Linked DNA regions of Mus musculus: region 1 is linked to region 2. The links are chromatin contacts, called in public Micro-C maps. All regions are on one chromosome and are shown on one strand. The core of a region is the stretch at or near the end of the contact, and the rest is flanking DNA. Distances in the headings are between cores, read along the strand shown.

What was found. A called contact is a pair of places that touch in the nucleus more often than the background predicts.
Region 1: a contact with region 2 is called in a Micro-C map of muscle stem cells, with 5 times the contacts expected there. The contact joins two enhancer-like sites. A contact is called at or near these places in 9 of 484 Hi-C or Micro-C datasets (the N1E-115 cell line, Sertoli cells, cerebral cortex and 4 more), 7 of 115 datasets of contacts at active chromatin or transcription factors (the 230-238 cell line, differentiating embryonic stem cells, embryonic basal ganglia and 4 more) and 1 of 9 other capture datasets (embryonic tail).

Annotation. Positions count from the first base shown.
Region 1 is chr6:89,238,242-89,240,941 of GRCm38.p6, reverse strand. No RefSeq gene overlaps it. Among named protein-coding and RNA genes, the nearest start is that of Gm839, 23 kb to the right of the region's middle. Within about 2 kb of position 1,286, at least 53 of the 459 cell types and tissues checked have an H3K27ac peak or open chromatin away from gene starts, as enhancers often do. A contact at or near this core is called in muscle stem cells, where this site is marked.
Region 2 is chr6:88,959,814-88,962,513 of GRCm38.p6, reverse strand. No RefSeq gene overlaps it. Among named protein-coding and RNA genes, the nearest start is that of Gm36409, 13 kb to the left of the region's middle. Within about 2 kb of position 1,388, at least 73 of the 459 cell types and tissues checked have an H3K27ac peak or open chromatin away from gene starts, as enhancers often do. A contact at or near this core is called in muscle stem cells, where this site is marked.

The DNA of each region.
Region 1 (2,700 bases), core at 37-2,536, 280 kb before region 2:
GAGATAAGGAGAGCGTTCTTTCTTAGTCATATTCTTTGATACCAGGAGCTTTACTATCGCCAGAGAGAAGAAGGCTCTCTTCAGTGTAGCCAGAGTTTAGAAACAACACACAGGGCCACAGCTTTCCTACATAGACCACCTCATCTACACTCTTACACCCAGCACTTCCTCCACTGGGTTCCTGGATTCCCACCACCTGAATAACCCAGTGTCCGAAATCATCAGGCAGAGATGGCCCCTGTTCTACTAGCCCCTTGCCCATCCCTGCTCATCCCCTCCCTGTCCTTTCTGCAGGTGCCACAGCCCTGCATATCCACATGCCCCACCCCCTACCTACCTGGTGCAGCCCTGTCCTTCTTTTGTGGCCCTAATGCTGTGAAGGAAAAGTGGGGCACGGCCATCTTTCCTTCAGTGGCAGTCCTCTGACCTGTGGCTCTCACCACACCTGAATAATAATGACAGCATATCGTGAAATGCTCACAGTTTTGAAGACACCCGAGGGTGCTTGTCAACCTCCTTCCTTGCCAGCCAGCCACCTCCTGTGGTTAGAGGAAGAAAGGCAGAGGAAGCCCACGCTGGGGTAGCAGTGACAGTCCACACCTCCCCTCCTGCTGGTACCTCCCCATTTCTTCTGGAAGGAGAGTGTTCCTATAGCAACCCAGTGAATAACAAACAGTAGCCACTCCTTTTCTCCAACAGGTGGATCCAGCTAGAATGGATGATGGATAAACAAGGGATGAAGAGGTTTGCTTTAGCCATAGCTACATCTGAAAGCAATCCAGGAAAAAAAAAAAATCACACGTGCTCAACTTTCTCCTAGCTCCTTACAGTGACTACTGGCTTTCTCTCAGGAATCTGTCTTATTGTTTGCTTGATGGACATTTCTGTTTCTCCTATGATACTCCCACACATATGCTCTTAGGTGCCAGTGTGGGCAGTCCTGGGTGATCTTTCCCTACCCCCCACGTAGAGCTGTGTACAGTCCTGCATCATCTTTCTCTACCCCCACATAGAGCCATGTACAGTTCCAAGTGATCTTTCTCTCCCCCCACGTAGAGCTCAATGGTCTCCTGGCTGATGATTTAACACTTGAGTGCTGTCATCAGGGGAGCTTGGTGGGCTCTGCTCCAGCTGCTGGGCACAGCTGCCTGGCTGGAGTTTCAGGGCCAGGTCTGACATGCCATGAGTGGCTTGCCAGATCCCAAGGAGGGCAGCCGAGGGCACAGCCAAGCCAGCAGGCCAGGCACCTCGGGTGGCGGGCAGCCAGGCCAGGCCAGAGCCGTTCCAGGCAGCCCACGGCCAGCTGCTTGTGGTTATATTTAGCCAGGGACAGCAGGACGCTGGGGCTCCCCAGGCCAAGGGACCATACGCTGCCTAAGTGGTCCTTGGCATTGGACATGTGAGATTGTTTTCCATTTTGAGGACATTATTTTAAAATGTTTCCATGAGGGGAAAGGGAAGAAGGGAAAGAAAGCTGATCTGGAAGAAGAGGTCTAAAAGAAATGCAGCAGCAACAACCGCAAATCCTTGTTTGCATTCCGACGGTTGCTGCCGCTGCTGAACTAACTCCAAAGAGATCACTGGAGACATCTGGGAATTCGCACACAGGCTGAGAATTAAACGATATTAAAGAATTATTAATTCTGTTGAGCGTGATGATACTGAGATTAGATGTCTTAAACTCCTTATCTGCCAGAGACACAAATTGAAATATTTATGATAAAATGGTCCGATGACGTATGAGGCTCACTTGCCACACGGATCGTGTGTACGGGAGTGTTGGGGGTGGAGGCACACCGGCTGTGGATGCTGCCTCCAAGCTGCGGCTGGCACACATTCGTTATTCCTGTCTCTCTACTTTTGTGTGGAGTTGACATTTTCCGTAATCAATGCTAAAAAGTGCTTCCACCCGTATATTCTCGCCTGAGGCTTTTTCTCCCTGCGTCCTTTTTGCCTTGCTTGCTCAGAGAGAATTCCCAGGGGTGGAATTACTGGAGCTGGGAGTTTCATGATTTCCTCCCCCACTCTGGACATGTGCTGGCAGGTCGGGCATCCACAGGACGATGAGGACTCTGTGCTGATCCTGGGGCACCCAGGGTCCCTGCACAGCAACAGAGCTGACACCCACTCAATTCTTCACACCATGAGGTCACTCAATATAAAACTGACATGGCATTCGGCACTTGACCCCCAGCTCCGGATGAAGGGTGAGGGCAGGGCACGTTCACTAGGCCCTAAGACCCTACAGGAGCTTTGGTTTGGAAAATGCTTCATGACCCACTGGTGACCCTTGTCTTTCCTGATGCAAATCTGTGTATTGTCCTGCTAGTTTTCAGTTTTTATATTCTTTTAATTTGCATATGGACTCTGGAAAGATGGCTTAGTGGGCAAAGTGCTTCCTATGGAAGTATAAGGACTGAAACCTGAGTCCCCAGAACCCACATCTATGCTGGGTGTTTCTTGGAAGCTGCCATAACCCTAGGCTCCAGTGGCAGAGATAGAGGATGCCCTGGGCAAGCTGCTAGCTAGACTAACTAAACCAGCAAGCTCTGGGTTCAGTGAGAGGCTCTGTCTTAGTAAATAAAGTGGAGGAAAACATCCTACACCAGCCTCTGGTTCACACACACACACACACACACACACACACACACACACTTGAAAAAAATAGCATGCAGTCAGGAAGCTCTATTTTTACAGCCT
Region 2 (2,700 bases), core at 139-2,638:
CAGTGAGCCATCCTCTCCCCCTGCCCCACCTCTTCCACACTAGGACCTATGGCCTCCCAGGCCATGGGCTTTTGACTTCACTTACAGTACAAGACCTGAATTGCATCCCATGGAACAGGCACTAATTCCAGTCAGAAAGAGATGATGGTTCCTGTAACAGACCTGCCACTATCACCTCTTGCCTGGCTGGTCACTCCTATGGCATAGAGTCTGAAACTGAGTAAGCCAGTTGGTGACAATTCTCGCCCAACAGCCTGCATAGCACTTTCTGGCACTGGCTAGCAGGAAGGGAGCTTTGAGCCCAACCCCAGCTTGATTTCTTTATTTCCTCAACCAAGATGTCCAGTACTACATTGTCAGGTCTTTTTCCTGATGCTCAACCAACAAGCTTTTCATCCTGCTACCAGCCATTCTGCAGCCACTGTGACTGCAGGCATGGCATGTCCACAGCACCGGAAAGCAGGCTGGATGCAACACAGATACATTGTTCAGCTCAGCACGCATGGGATCCTGAACTCCACTCCCCAGGGAGGGGAAGATGGAAAGGGAGAGGCAGGCAGGAAAGGGAGAGAAAAACTTATGAGACTCCATGACTTTATGCAGAAAGCCAGATTTCTGCCTGCCCCAGGAAAGCCTCCCTTTCCTTCCATTGGTCAGAAGCAAGTCAGATGACCACTTTACCTGCAGGGAAGCCAGGACACATGACTCGGCCACAGAAGCAGTTAGTGGGGGTAGAAAAACAAGAGAGGATATGGCGTCAGATTTAGCCACAGATGGAAACGGTGGCCACCTCAATCAGGAAGGGCAGCAGCCAGAGAGAGAGAAAAGCAGGAATCGCAACAGGGCCCTGAAGAGGAGACAGGGAGGAGGTAGTCTGCAGGCACAGCCAGGTGACCACCATACAGAGGACATGACTCTGACCACACAGGCCCTGTCCCTGCCTACCACAAGAATGTGCGGGTCCATCTTTCTGTTATAAGCATCAGACTCCCACTCAGACCCATCTATAGCCTGGGGAGGGCTGGCTGCACTCAAAATGCAAGGTACCCTAGCATCCAGCGTCTCCTCCATCTCTCATTTTCACCTTAGTGGTGCCACTTCAAAGCACCTTTCCCAGTGGGGCGGTGCCACCTGGGACCAGCAGCTCCAAGTTTGTTCCAACATTCCTCATTGCCTATGCTTGACTGATGTCCCCTCTCCCAAACCCACTCTTAGAGACACTTCCAGGCCAGTCATGGGGAAAAAAAAAAGGGGGGGGGGTGTTTGCAGTCTGTCATGTAAGCAAATCTGTGGCCTGGCTTCAGTGGCTGGTCTCCCTAGCCACATTCCAGACATTCACAGGCAGAAATCTGGAGTCTAGAAATATGTGTGAGACTATCCCCAAAGAATGCAAGGAGTCAGGCTGAACGTATGTGCCAGCGTGACGTGGTCAGGAGACCAGATGTGTGGTCCTCCCCTCTACAATGAGATGGCACCACCTTTCTGGTTGGGATAAGTGGACCCAGGCCTTCTGCTCTCAGCCTGCGGAGCCTCACTGGGTTTCTTGTTCCTGGTACAAAAATGATTTGATCAGGGAACAAACAGGACCCAGGATCAGATGACAAATGTCTATAGCAGAGCTCAGGAAAGGGAGCCTGTTCGTCACTGAAGGAGGAAGGGACGATTCAGGAAGTCACAGGGCAGACCATGGCACGTTCAGGGTGAAGCGAGCCTCTGTGTGGAGCAGAAAGCTAGAGCAAAGGCTGCAAGAGCTGGCTGAAATGGAAGCATTGGCATGCCGCTCCGAGGCTGGCTTCCGCCTGAGGGCCGTTTTCTGAGGCAGGGTCTGGTGATGAGACTGTATGAGCAGAGTGCTTCAGATAAGGAATCTCAGGTGGTGTCTTGTCTCAGCCATGCCCAGGCTGAGCAAAGCTTGGCGTCACAGGGCTGAGAAGCAACTAGCGCAGTGTCCACCACAGCAGGAGGGAGCAGAAGTCCAAGGCCAACCTCCACCCTTCCTAGGCCCTATTCTACAGCTCTATGTTCCACCAAAGACTATGACCCCAGGGTGGCTAAGCTCACAGAAAGGCACACCATGGACCCAGGGGGACAAATGCTGATTAGCCTGCTTGGCTCATCTGCACCTGTCTACTAAGTTGTGTGAATTCAGACAAGATTTTTAACCTCTCTGTGCCTTAGTTTCCTCACTTATAAATTAAGAGTGGTGAAACACACACATAACTCCAACAATAGTTTGGGTTATAAATCAGCCAATGTGTGTGGTGTGCACTGGAAAGAGAAATATCCTCCTGAATAAAGGCTAGAAGCCGTGAGAGAGGCGTGACAGCCGCAGGCCCTGACAATCCACACCACTGTAGCCCCCTGCTGGCCCTTCAGCTGAGCCACGGCTGGCTCCACGCCCACTGAGAGCGTAGAAGACAGAAGACAGCTCCAGTTCTCCTTAACAGCTAGGAAGAGCCTGCCCTGGCCCAGAGCCAGACAGGACTACTCTCAGCCTTGGTCTTCCTGCGGTGCAGAGGACTGGCATGTGGTACAGGCCTGTGGGCTGCTCCAAGATGTCACTCTGTCCTCCCAGTACCCCAGAACTGTCTCCTCCATCCTCAGCCCCAGGAAGCCTGTGAGTGGTCTCCAAGGCAACAGGGCATCAGAACAGCAGAGAATATGTTGAGGATGCTCAAGAGTAGTTGGGGGTGGAGGAAG